Linked DNA regions of Lathyrus oleraceus: region 1 is linked to region 2. The links are chromatin contacts, called in public Hi-C maps. All regions are on one chromosome and are shown on one strand. Each heading gives the region's core, a stretch centred on a gene start, on an enhancer-like site or on the middle of the called end of the contact. The rest is flanking DNA. Distances are from core to core; before and after follow the strand shown. Region 1 holds the start of LOC127083045 (OVARIAN TUMOR DOMAIN-containing deubiquitinating enzyme 1). Region 2 holds the start of LOC127083036 (E3 ubiquitin-protein ligase CSU1).

What was found. A called contact is a pair of places that touch in the nucleus more often than the background predicts.
Region 1: a contact with region 2 is called in a Hi-C map of leaf, with 5 times the contacts expected there. The contact joins the promoter of LOC127083045 here to the promoter of LOC127083036 in region 2. A contact is called at or near these places in 2 of 2 Hi-C or Micro-C datasets (both in leaf).

Annotation. Positions count from the first base shown.
Region 1 is chr1:450,186,554-450,193,306 of CAAS_Psat_ZW6_1.0, forward strand. It overlaps LOC127083045 (OVARIAN TUMOR DOMAIN-containing deubiquitinating enzyme 1), which reads left to right and starts at 4,218. Exons shown (of 9, transcript XM_051023279.1): 1 at 4,218-4,428; 2 at 4,672-4,888; 3 at 5,763-5,828; 4 at 5,936-6,019; 5 at 6,164-6,286. The coding sequence starts at 4,733.
Region 2 is chr1:450,017,674-450,024,915 of CAAS_Psat_ZW6_1.0, forward strand. LOC127083036 (E3 ubiquitin-protein ligase CSU1) reads right to left here and starts at 3,602. Exons shown (of 2, transcript XM_051023267.1): 1 at 3,259-3,602; 2 at 1-411. The coding sequence starts at 3,497.

The sequences.
Region 1 (6,753 bases), core at 2,968-5,467, 170 kb after region 2:
TGACATCCCATAGTGTCACAAACCATCGTGGGAGCATATGTTAAAATCAATTGAAACGAAATAATGTGGGTGTTATTGAAGACTTAAAACGATAGCTGTAACAAAATACATGGAATTTCATAAATTATTTACCTGATTCCTCACACCAATGATGTTAGTATAGCCTGACAATACAATCTAAAATGAAATATTGTTGGGATCCTTGAGATGCATACTACGGTGTGTTAGAAACTTAAGAAATGGAAAATCACGTAACTAATCAATAACCAAAAGGAACATGTTGTCGCCATAATACCATAAGCACACTTCATGATATTTGAATGGTAAACTGTAAGTTATTTGTATATCAACCCAACCACTTGTCAGTAATGGATCATGTAAACTTATATTCATTCTACAATGAACTCGTGATAATTATCGTACACCATCCATTGTAATTTTAAGGTAGATGAAAACCAATTAACAAAAGTCGAATCAACTTTTGCATATGGCTAAATTGAAATATAACAATGGCATAAAAGTTCAATTGTTTATAGGAAAATAAAAGCAGAAAATATGAAGAAACACTTATTACATTTTGAATACAAACGGTACTAAATGCACCAATCTTCTTCTTGTAACCCAATATATCCATCTGAGACCTTTGCATCCTCCTCATGTTTTATGAATAACACATTGCAACACAATAAATATATAAATCCATGTTATTCTGTGGGGCCTATTATTTATTATTATTTTCAGTATGAACATATGTGACTACAAAAGAAACAAAAATATAAGTGGGCCATTACATAAATTAGATGTGGACCATATAATTCTAGTTTTTTAAAACTCTAACAGTATGAATGACAAAACAAAGTAAATAATTCATGATGATGAACATAATAGCTGGAAAATTCATACAACTAATGTAGGAATTGAGTTTTGGTGTCTGAGTTTAGAGTACAAAGTACAAACATGATACATATTACATATTAGAAACTTGTTACATGAAGTTTACTATTGAAATAAGAGATATCAAAAGGTTTGAAGTTAAGCTTGGTAGTAAGATTCGTAGGAATTGTGAGGGACTGCAACATCATATAATAAATTATTTCTTCTCCATCTTCACTTGTTTGTGACGTAGCCTGGTTGAAGAATGTTCTCATACAACTAGTTCTTTAATAGTGGTTGACTCACTCAAACCTTGAAGTGCACCCCTTTTACCATATATGACATGAGTAACTGACTTTTTTTCCCATGAGTTTTAAAGACCTAACCAAAATACAACGTAAAAACAAATCAGCAAGCTTATGTAACTTCAAATAAATATATATCATCACATGTGAAAAGAGAAATTAAAACATAAGCTATAATATTTGTAGTAGGAACTGGTGGTGATGGTTGTGGATTCAGTTTAAAAGTAATTTCCAATTCCCGCAGCATTAAACATAATATTATAGTACAATTGATAATGGTTTGATCAGAAACTTTTCTAGATTATCATAATATAGCAAGACATAAAATTGAAGGTATTTATAATGCTTACTGTGATGATATTTTGTTCTTCAGAAAGTGTTGCCTCATCCACACTCTCCTTAATCTAATTGTATAAGGATCATATGGTAATAATGAGTTACATGTCACACGAGATAAAACAAAAGATAAACAAATTAATGTAATAGAAAGTTTATTATAAAATACCTGCATAATTTGGTTATCATGAACATAAGTGGAAGTAGGACTCTGTCAGAAAGGGAGGATAATTATGTTGCAATAATGTACATGTATACATTTAGGCACACTGTAATAATGAGTTTGTGAAATACCTTTCAAACCTTCCAGTGAGTAAGTAACTTATCAATTGTGTCTTGATCACAGTTGATAGATGTAACACTTGCATTACCCCACCTGGATTGCCATTTGACTTTGAAGGCATGTGTTTTTACGAAGTAATTTATCAAGGACCAACCAAAATTCTTGTGGATCATTAACACTAGCCTATATGAAAAGACAAAAGTGTAATGAAAAACTAAAACTTTGATGTCAGGAGAATTTAAATGAGAAAATATATGGGGTCAGACCTCAAGCATTGATTGACGAAGTTGAGCAGCTGAAATATCCTATAATTCGGAACACTCTTTGTCCTAGAACACAAAAATGACCTTACAACCATCATTTACAACTTCAATTTCGATTTTATACCTATATATTTTTCAATGCATTCAACATTGTATTAAATAACTTAGAGTGTATATTTTACTTAAATCATACCTATAAATCTCAGTTTCAGTTTTATGGCCACTTTCGCATACATAAGGTGGACAATTTCCTTTACCAGCCTGTATTGATAACATATAACCTATTAAGAAGTCTTTCTTCCATTTTCCATAGATAATGTTAGCAAAAGGTTTGAATGTATGTTTTTTTCCAGGGATTTGATGTTTGTTTAAATTAGTCACAGAAGTTCCAGCAGTAAAGTTGATGATAAACTTACGTTCAAAAGTTTTGAACATGAGATCATTTGGTTGAGGGAGAAAATTTGTAATAATGTATGTTTTGTTAATTGATAAAGCTGAATCAAAAGTTGCCTTCAACGCTGGAGCTATTTTAACATGAATATATGTCCCCTACAAATACATCACATACATCAGTTTAAGGCAATTTTAGGTAATAAGTGAGCATATTCAAAAATATTACAACTTTTTCAAAGGCATTAAAAACACAAAAAGGAAAAACTCACATCAACATCAACAAAAATGAGCTCCAAATGCTCCTTGTTGTTTGTTATCACGATCCATTTGTGATGAACTTTAACGACAACTTTTCAGAGCTCTTTCCGATCACTTATGTTGACGATCTTTTCAAAAGGCATTGCCATTTCACAGTTCCTACGAAAATGTGTAAATCAAAATCAGTAATACATAATGACATACACAAATATGAACACGTAAACAGAATCGGGCCATATAAGTTGCTCACAAACATCAAAATAACAACTTCACATAACAGATTCTGAAACATAGTTGCTCATAAAACATCAATATAACAACAACCAGAAGAGAATCTGAAAAAAGAATCAGAGTAGCTCACGAGCATTAATATATGAAAAAATGAAGAAAAACACAAAAACGAACACATATTGAAACCTAAAGTTATAAACTTTTATCGGGTATACCAATAAGTATTGTTTCATAGGCTCAAAATCAATAACTCATAACAATTACATGAATAATGAAGAAGGCAGACCATTTGTTGGTAAAATGATTTGCAAAGTTCATTTTCTTCAACCTTTGATGTTAAGCTTCTTAGTATCGAAAGGGTAAAAAAATTTACATAAGCAATCTGAGGTTGGTGTCTAGGTTGCAAACATCACCTTCAGATTGAGCAGATAAAGTATGAGAGAGAAAGAAGTTCAAGTAGAGAAAAGTCAGGAGGGAGAAAGTACAAAGTTGTATTTTGGAGGGATATATGAAAAAGTTAAACATTGGTTTATGTGATAAAGTTAAATCAGATAGTTACTTTGTAACCAACCAAAGCAAGTCAAGTTGCAACACAAGGTAAGTTGAAAGTTAATAGAATAAGTAGAAACCAAACAATACAAATTATGATAGTTTGGTTGCATAAAGTAAAATTTGGACATATTTTACCCTCAAAATAATGACATTGCAGAAATATTTTATCCTCAAAATAATGACATTACAGAAATATAAAATAGAGCTTCCACAACTATCTTCTTTTTTTTATATTATAGATATTTTTCAATGCCACATGCCAATAATGTTTTATCACATTACAAATTTTCATTTACAAACTCTAAATTTTTGTATATGAAACCTCCTACTTATAAACTATCTATTAAGTATGATAATTGGTTAAAGGTTATGGACGCACAATTTACAACACCTAATCAAAAAAAAAAAATGGATTATCACAAAGTTAGCACCACATAAGAGACTTACTAGATGCAAATAGATATATAAAATATCCACCTAAGGGAAATAATGCTAGATTTGTTACAAAAAAATTTCACTCAAATAAAAGATATAAAATTTTGATGCTTACTCACTTGTTGCCAAATTAACAACTATAAAGATGTTGATAATGCCTTTGTATATAAAAACTTAAAAAACTTAAATGAAGAGGTTTATATGGAACTATTTCATGGCATTACATCTAATAATACTAACAATGTTTGTAAATTGTTTAAATCTATCTATGGACTAATAATACTCACAATTATTTCCTTAGGAGTTTCAAATAATTTTTTGTTTTTGAAGGAAATCCCTCATTGTTATCACACACATATAACCGTTTGTGCGGGTATAAAACGCTAAACACCGGTGCGTTTAGCAATTGCATTTTAATCTTTCGAGATTTTAGGGATTCGTGTTCACTCTTGCCGCTCTTGCACCTCACTCACTGATTTCAATCTTCAACTTGCGCAAGGTAAAGTTCCCCATTTCGCGTTCCTCTTTTTCTTCCTCAATGCAAATGATCGATGAAACAATCAACAATTTGATCTGCACAAGATTCAAAACCCTGCCAATTTCGTCTTTTGATTTTGATTTTGATTTTTTACCTCGTTTCATCAAGAATTTCTAATTGATTCTGTTATTCTCTTGTGCCGTGATTTCAACGCAATTTTATGATTCGGTCAACTATGATGAATTTTATTGTTATCTTTGGCAGTGTTATTTAGTTCGATTGTTGCTTGTTTTGAAAAGAAATTGAACTCCGTTAAGAGGGAAAAATGCGGAATAAAGAACCAGTTTTGGATGATGGGGAAGTGGTGTATGAGGATGGTCCAGGTTGTGGGTGGAACGCTTTTGAGGATGAGGATGTAATGCAGCAGACATCTTCTATTCATGACGATGAAGCCAAGAAGCTTCCATATGTGGGTGACAAGGTAAGGCTAAATGGCTAACTCTTTGAAACTTGTTTTCTTGATTATGTAGAATTAAGTGTTAGTTAATTGAGGGTGTAAATTTTGCAAAATTGTTTGGGAAAATTTATTCAAAAGTTGTTTTCAGCTTATTTTCACAAGTTTTTAAGATAGCTTATGTAAATAGCTTATAGTTTATTTATAGGAAAACATTATGAATTTATTTTATCTTTTGTTATTGAAATAGATTATAGATCATGATAAGTGTTTGTGCTCTAAGCTGCGAATAAGCTGTTTATCCAAATAGGGCCTTGCTGTACATAGTGCTAATAGATTCTCTTTTCTTATACACCTGAATTTGATGAAGAATTTATTTGAGCAAAGTGCCACAAGTTGTATAACTATAAATGGCATTACTTTTGTAAGTTGTTTTCAGCTAATTGATTGAGGGCATAAGTTTTGCAAAAACTGTTTGGAAAACTTATTCAGTAGTTGTTTTTAGCTTATTTTCACAAGTTCTCAAGATAGCTTATGAAAATAGCTTATAGTTTATAGGAAAACATTCTAAATTTTTTTAATCTTTTGTTATTGAAATAGGTTATAGATCATGATAAGTGTTTGTGCTCGAAGCTACGAATAAGCTGTCTATCCAAATAGGGCCTTGTTGTACATAGTGCTAAACTGCTAATAGATTCCCTTCTCTTATACACCTGAATTTGATGAAGAATTTATTTGAGCAAAGTGCCACAGGTTGTTAAACTATAAATGCCATTACTTTAGGTGTCTTGTTGTTTGTTTTAATCTTTGGGATTTCTTTAGTGGATGGAGGAGGGGATGCAATACAATTTTATTTTAGTAATTATTTAAAGGACAAAGATTTCATGTGGTAAATTGGCAGGAACCACTATCTAGCTTGGCTGCTGAATATCAATCAGGCAGTCCTATCTTACTGGAAAAAATCAAGGTTTGATTGGTCAAACTTTTATCCCTATCTTCTTTTGTGTTGTGTCTTATCATATCCTAGCATGTTGTCATATTTCTTGAATCTTTCTCTTGTTCCTCTTAATGCAGGTGCTTGCTGAGCAATATGCTTCCATTCGGCGTACTCGGGGAGATGGAAACTGCTTCTTTCGAGGCTTTATGTTTTCATACCTCGTATGTTTTATTGTTTCCAGTTTAGTAGCATCTTCTACTTCAAAATTGAATGGATATTCTGGCTTGGGTCTAGGGGATTTGGAATAAAACATTCCAAATTTCCAATAATTTCAGTCAATAAATTAGTCTTCTCTCTCTCTCTAGGAGCATCTTTTGGAAGCTCAAGACAAAGCAGAAATTGATCGCGTCAAGGTTAATATTGAGAGAAGTAGAAAAGCACTTCAGACCTTGGGTTATGCAGAGTTGACTTTTGAAGATTTTTTTACGGTAACTTATCAATTGCATTCTTCGTTCCTTGTGTTTCTGGGGTTACATCCTTGCTTACTTTATACAAATACCTCAATGATTTTCTAGCCTAAATGAATATACCGACTAAACTTATGAAAAATGATCCAAACATAGACAAATTGTGCCGGGTATACGTAGTAATCTAAGCTAACCTCTAGGCTTGTCGAAAGTAGCTACTATGACTTCACATATGCCTTCTGTCTATCTAGCCTTCTATGGAAAGTATATGAATGGGTCTTCCATCTGTGCAGTTTTAATTTTGTTTATTCATATTGGAATTTGAATTCGTTTCTTAAACTTATCTTTTCTATAATTTAAAAAAATGTGATAAGTTATCCTAATCATCATGCAGTGGCTTATTATCATCTTCGATGTCATGTCACTTTTTCTTTATATCCTTCCCCTTTGAAATGATAATAAAGGATGTTCACTTTGAGGCGAGGTTA
Region 2 (7,242 bases), core at 2,352-4,851:
CAGCTAGGACAAACGTAGCTCCTATCAAGGGCGTTGGGTTTTTTCTGCTCACTAGTATCTTCGGTGAACTGGACAGGGAAAAGTGTTTTTAACTTCAGATTCTCCTTGCCTTCTGGACAGATAGTAGTTGTAGAGGGAGCGTCTACTTTAACAGAAGCTTCTGGTGTAGCGGAAGGTAGCCAAAATGCCTTCATTGTCCTAAGAGCTTCCTCCTCATAGGAAGTGACCTTTACACTGTTTGCTCCATGAAAACCATTCTTATCACGGTTATAGCTTCTATCACTGTATTGTGGTACAGCACCGTGATTCTGCTGATCAAATGCATCAAGCTCTTTAGCCTTCTGCAACGTTAATTTCTCTTCTTCCTCTTCTTTTTCTTGCTTCTGCTGAGCAGAATGTGCCACAAGCCTCCTATTTTATTGCAAATGGAAATATAAAAAACAACATTGTTAATGTTCACAGCATAATTCTGGTAGTATCCATAGCAAGAAAATATAACATGCATAAGAACAACATATATTTAAATGTTCTGAATTACGGAATACCAGCTATCACAATCTACTGGATTTTCTGGATAGAACTAGTAAATTCATTTAGTCTATCATACAGAAAATTTGCAAAAATTAAATAATGGCAGCAGCTAATAGAGCACCTAATCTATTTAAGGAATAAGAAAATTAGCCAAAGTGTCAAAATTTATGTCAAAATTTGAGGAAGTTAAATCAAATGGAAAGTTAAATCAAACAAAGCCAATTGAAAAGCTCATAAAAACTGGTCCAGTTATGGTACCTGGACTTTTGAGGGACTTACTACAATAGAACAAAAAGACTGACGAGAGATGGAATCATCCATTGATTTCTTCGTACATTCAGTTGAGAAAATGAAGGAACAAAGAATGTTCGTGAAGAAAAAATGGAGCAGCCAATAAGTCTTGATAACAATGACAAAAATCGTTGAAAAGTCAACGCGCGATGGTGACAGGACCAGTTCTTGGTCACAAAGGATTCAAACCATGCTTTATCTGTCATTGAAACTGTCAGATCAGGAATTCCCAAGGCAACAATGGCGATCCAAGTCAAAGGTAGTTTGACCATGCTCCCACCGGCTGCAAACCCACATGTGCTTGATAGTGTGACATAACCAGCAGAGCAAACAACGTTTAGCACAACAATGAGTGTCTCTCTCGAGTAACTGGACTCGATCAATTACCTATTCACTACCACCCACCCTAAGAGCCACCACATGCTAATCGTAATGTGGAATTTTGCATGTCCTTGCCAACTGTGTTGTCACGGGAGTGTACACAACAGCTATGTCCTTCACAGGAAACAGTTAAAATATTTTTGGTCTTAACTATCTGATTCAGAGGAAGGCCAGATATGGATCGGATCCTGATCAATTCTAAAAGAAGAGGAAGGAAGCACCGCGTGAAAACTTTGCAAAATAGGCTTGTTTTTTGAACTAAAGATTGAGCCGTGGCAGGCTTTGGTAAGGAGATTAATACAGGAAAACTAAAAAAGTGGTTCTTCAATTAGCCTCTATTTTGGCTTGAATAGGCCAAGCGCCAGCCCAAAGGATTGAAGGAATACATGCAAAAATTCTCTTATCACTTCTGCAGCCAACTTCTTTGGGCTCAATGAAGTGAACAGCTCAAGAGAAATCAGCATATACAAATACTGGGGCACAACCCCTGTGATTTGGGTGCAAAAAACAAAATTCATATTCCAAGGAAATAAACTTGTCAGAAACGATCTGGTTGTGGTAAGACAGAATGGGCATGCAAGAAGGAGCTGGAAGAATGCATCAAGGTTGGGAGAAGTAAAATGTTACAGCAGAGAACGGGAGGACGCTTATTACATATGCTGTATCATCTTATTCAAAATTTAGTGTGTTTGAAGCTCTAAGGCAAAGTAAGGGCATAAATGGAGTGTGACAACTACAAATGAAGTTGGAAGATTTATGGAGTGTACTCTCAAACTTTCAGAAGGATCTTGATGATGTACCCGATACTGCAAATGCTTGGCTACATGTATGCTCAGTTTGGTCAGACCGAAAAGGGTGAGGAACTTATTAGAAAAGCAACAAATGTTGATCCTCGTGATGCATGGGCTTATTTTATATTGAGAGAGAATCTTTAACTTTGACCACCGACATGGGAGCTGCACTAGACGCATTTAAAACCGCTAACTCAATTTAAAGACGGTAGATCAAAATATACCAATTCAATTATTCAAAAAATTATTTGTGTTCTGTTTGAAAGGGGGTTCCATCAGCAACTATTTTGTATGCTCGTCTCCTGACTTACAAAAATAAGTGTCTAGCAGCACAGGATATCCTTCACGCTTTTATCATTGGCCTGTGGCCTATAGGTAGGACACTGGATTGTGTGTCAGTGTTTTTAATCTAGGATCGGTCGGTGTTTTTGACTTAAAAGTCAAGCTTATCCCTCGACCTTCTTTACATTGCTTCCTTAAAACAGTTGAACGTAGGGCATGTGACACTGAGTACGTTCAACAGTTCTAAGAAGGCAGAGGAATAAACTTGACTTTTAAATTAAAAACACCGATCGGTCCTAGATTAATATGAAATCAAGAGATAGAAGTTGCCTTATTAAAGCTCAACATACTCTTGGACAGTGTTTTGGGAGTATCACCCATCATATAGAGTGACACCCCTCACCTTACAAGCCGGTTTTGTAGGGATGAGTTAGGATAAAGTCTAATTCAATAATGGTATCACTGCCTACCGATTCGGGCCATCCACTGTTTATATGCGCACCAAGCCCAATAGTGATGGGCGCAAGGAAGTGTATTGAAAACAAGTCCCACATACCCATAATATGGGCCACCCACCGTTTATATACACACACCGAGTCCAATAGTGTGGGACATGAGGGGTGTATTGGGAAAAGCCAAGTCCTAAATTGGTTAAAAATAAAACCCACTAATGGTTTATATTGTAGGAATGAGTTAGACTAAATTATAATTCTATCACACCAGTCCAGCACTATTTGTGAATCTTACTTTCCTCCTTTCCATGTTCAGGTTTCGAGCAGTTTGAGGAAGGTTTTTCTAGCAGCAGATATCTATGCTGCCATATTTTCCTTCTACCATGACAATAATGGAGATTTGAGCTCCAATAAATTGTCTGGCCAATACCACAGATGCGTTTTGAAATCACTATATAGCACACATATTTCAAACTACACAAAAATCAAACATTCAAATTTATTGAACAGAAGAAAAAACTTGAAAGTACCTTTGAATATCTTTCTTCTGAGACAACAAGCACTCAAGAATACACTCTTTACAGAAAAGATGACCTTTTTGGCAGCTCATAGGATCAATTAACGATTTGAGACAGAGAGAGCAAGCATCGAAGGGTTTGATTGAATCCTTCCCCAACCTCTCCTTCTGCGTTCCATAACCAAGCTTCCGCTTCTCATCGTAGGTGAAGAACGCGAGATCGTTGTTATTCTTCGAATGTCTCTGAGGCATTTCTTTCCCCAATCACCAATTTCACACAAAGATTGTTAGGGTTTGAGATCTTCAACTTTCAGATTTTCGATTTTGATTGATTTTCGATTTCTATCATGTTTTTTATCAGACCCATGGATGTTAATGGGCTTTTAAGGGCTTTTTACTTGGGCTTTTTTTATTAAATATTTTTATTTTGGAAATTTCTTAATCATTCTATATATTAGTTAGGTACCATGTCAAAATACAAAAATGCCATCGGTTTTCGAAGATGCATCTTCGGACGCACTATGATTATATAGAATTTTGACTTAACGTTAAAATACTCTAGAGATGCATCTTCAAACTTATTTCGAAGATGCATCTTCAAATGGTATTGGACCTTAAATCGGGTCAGAACCCTTCTTTCTCCTCATTTCTAAAAAAACTCTAAACTTTCTCAAATTCTCTAAAAAAAATCATCAATCAAGTCCAAAATCAAACAACCAATCTCAAAGGATCTTCAATCAACATCAAGTACATCAGAGACATCATTCAACACTAAAGTAAAGTCTAAATTTGTAAGTTTTTAATGTTTTGATAAGTTTTTTAAACTTTTGCGTAAATGAATAGAAAATGATGATTTTGGTAAGAAATGAGTAGGACTTGCATGAATAGTAGTTTATACATACTGTAAAACATGTTTGTTGGTTGAAAATAACAATCAAACCATTATTTTTGGGGTTTGTATGTCTGCATTGTCGTCATTGATAGACTTGGAGAGTTGTAGAAAATTCTGAAGATGCATCTCCAGAATTTTTCAATGTTTAGTTTCACAGTAATCGAAGATGCATCTCTAAAAATCATCAGTCTATTTTTTTTACTTTCTTGCTTGTAGTGTTGCTTGTACTAATTTTCTGGTTTACTTACATGCATTATGGTTGATAGACACGATAAACCGCGACACTGGAAGATTGCACAACAAACATTAGTACACGGGGAGAATAGTCAAGTTTCAGAGGCTCATGTTCACTCTAGCCATGTTGAGGCATCTACTTATGGGGCTTATGTTTCCCATCTTCGTCTTCTACGGGTTTCACCTACCGACGCACCACTCCCTTCATCTTTCCGCAGGTGACTGATTTCAAATGTGCCAAAGGTACCCGAGTCATCGATTGTACTTGATGCACCACTGCCACCTCCGATTGTTGAGCTTGCTGAGCTAACGCCACTTCCAGATGGTGAGGCTGATGGAGCTGATGAGCCAGTGCCACCTCAAGCATTTGGAAGAGGCCCTATAGAGTTGTCATTGTTGCCTCTGTATTTGGACCATATTGCAAGACATATATGGGATGGAGAGGTAAGATTAGTTGGATTCGTTTTTTTTAATTATGTTTTAAATTTATTTTTCTGCAGGACTGTGGTTCGCTTAAGTTTATTAACCATGTGCAGAAGATTACTGACTTGCCTCAACTGAATCAGGAGTGGTTTCAGGATGCTTTGTTCTTAACTGGGATGAAGGACTTGTGCATGATCGGTTATATTACGGTCAACTACGGGATACTTAATGCATTTGTGGAGAGATAACACATTGCTGCCTCGTCATTTTATATACCGCTTAGTGAGATGTCTCACTTGACGATGTGTCGTGTTTGCTGCATCTTCTGATCAGAGGGAAACTTCTAGATCATGGGAGGATTACCAAAGACGAGGCACTCAATATGATGGTAGACTATCTGAGAGTTGACCCATAGGCTGCCATAAGGGAGTTTAAAAAAAAACAGAGGGGCTCATGCTATGTTTGAACTCATGAAAATGGTATATAATATGAGATCCTTAGAGATGAGCAGGCTAGAGGCGATGACGAGTAGATTGGGCTCTATAGAGCGTATGTATGAGAGTATACCTATTATATATTTGGTTAGCACTGTGGGGCTCCATTCGCAGATACTCTGTTGTCTCTGCTCCTCTTGATATGACACGTAGATACATGGATGACATGTTTAATGATTATCTTAGTTATCTAGTACTAGAGGAGGCACAAAGTACGATAATTTAGAACGAATGGAGCTACGTTGACAGGTACATCAGGTCGTTCTTCAGGGTGTCACATTTGTATATGGTACAGGATGCTCCAGGAGATCCACCGAAGCTAGCTTATTAGGTGATACTAGCGGAGGTGCATGCACAGTTAAATCATCCTCGTGATGTCTTACCTAGATGTCATTGCATAGTGGAGATTGTGCAGGCAGGCATTGACAAAGGTATTTTTCCTGATGAGTCTGATGTGAGGCAGGTCCTAGATGTCATCATGACAAAGGCACGACAGACATTGATGGATTGGAGACAGCGCTAGAGGACGAGGGTATTAAAGGCCGAAGAGCTTGATGAGGCGGACGAGATGGAGTTCGACATACACAGTAGTGCAGTAATATATAGTAGTTGTACTTTGGATTCGTTATGGATTGTATTTTATTTTCACTTCATTCTACTTTATAGTGTATTTCAACTTTAATGATATATGTCATTTTTAGACCATCTGGATTTATATGTCATTTTTTTGCATATCGATTGTATGATTTAAATCTCATTACATAACAGTATTCTTAACGTTTACAAATCATCACTTTCAGCTGCATAAACCATAAAACAAACATAACATGCATTGTTCTTGTAGGGTATGGAGATGTATCTCTGAAATAATAAACGTATAAAATGTCTTTCATAGTGAGATGTACGATGCATGTTTTAAAATATCACGGAGATACATCTCTGAATCAATTAACATTTTAATTTTAGACATGATGCGTCCGAAGATGATCTCAGAACCTGAAGGATATTTTGTGTTTTTTATAGGAAGTTTTTCCATCCCTTAAGGTGAATAAGAAATCCTCTTTATTTTTGGACATAACTTTGTCAAAACTATTTTTGAACAATAATAATCATTTTAACAACCGTTATTGATGGGAAAATAGCAAGTGTACTATTTTTCTCACTGTAGTAATAAAAGGGAAATTCCCCGTTTGTCGATCTCAAGGACTGCTTGACGATACAGAGTTTATAGATTGTTTCAATTAGACAAAAGCCTTTGGTTTTTGTGTTGTGAGTAATTATATTACCAATTGCAAATAAATAAAATAAGTAAAAAGGTTGAACGAGATACAAATGAGAGAAGATTGCTAGGGTTCGGTGAATGAAACTTCATGTAACAGATATAATTTATGAAGGCTAAGACAATATTCCTGTCCAATTAATTCCGGTCCTCAAGGGTATCTATTCCTAAGTCCTTAGTGAAAAGACCTTTGATTATGTAACCTAATTACTATGTCCATAAATAATTAAGTTCATACTCAAGCATTTCGAATATCAAGAATTACCGGTCAGATAGAAAATCCCTAGTCCTAGGTTATTTTTACTATCCAAAATTCTTATACATATCAATGAATAATTGCTGTCCAGCTTAAACTATTCATATTAATCATCATTCGTTGGTCCGACGAATAAAGCATAAAGAACGGTAATAAGAACAAATCAATGGAAAAGAAGAAATAGTCAATGCACTCATAAACATAAAATCTGTCACATTCAGAATCAGGGTCACCCCCCTAGCAATGGGGGGTTTAGCTACTCATAATCGAAATAAAAACAAAGATTAACGTTGTCATTACAGAATTTCGTGAGGAATCAATCTTCAATCGTCGGAAAACTCTTGAACATATGAATCCTTTGATAATCGTAGAGTCTCCAGCTCTCAAAACGCGTCTTTTTTCTCTCCAAATCGTCCAAC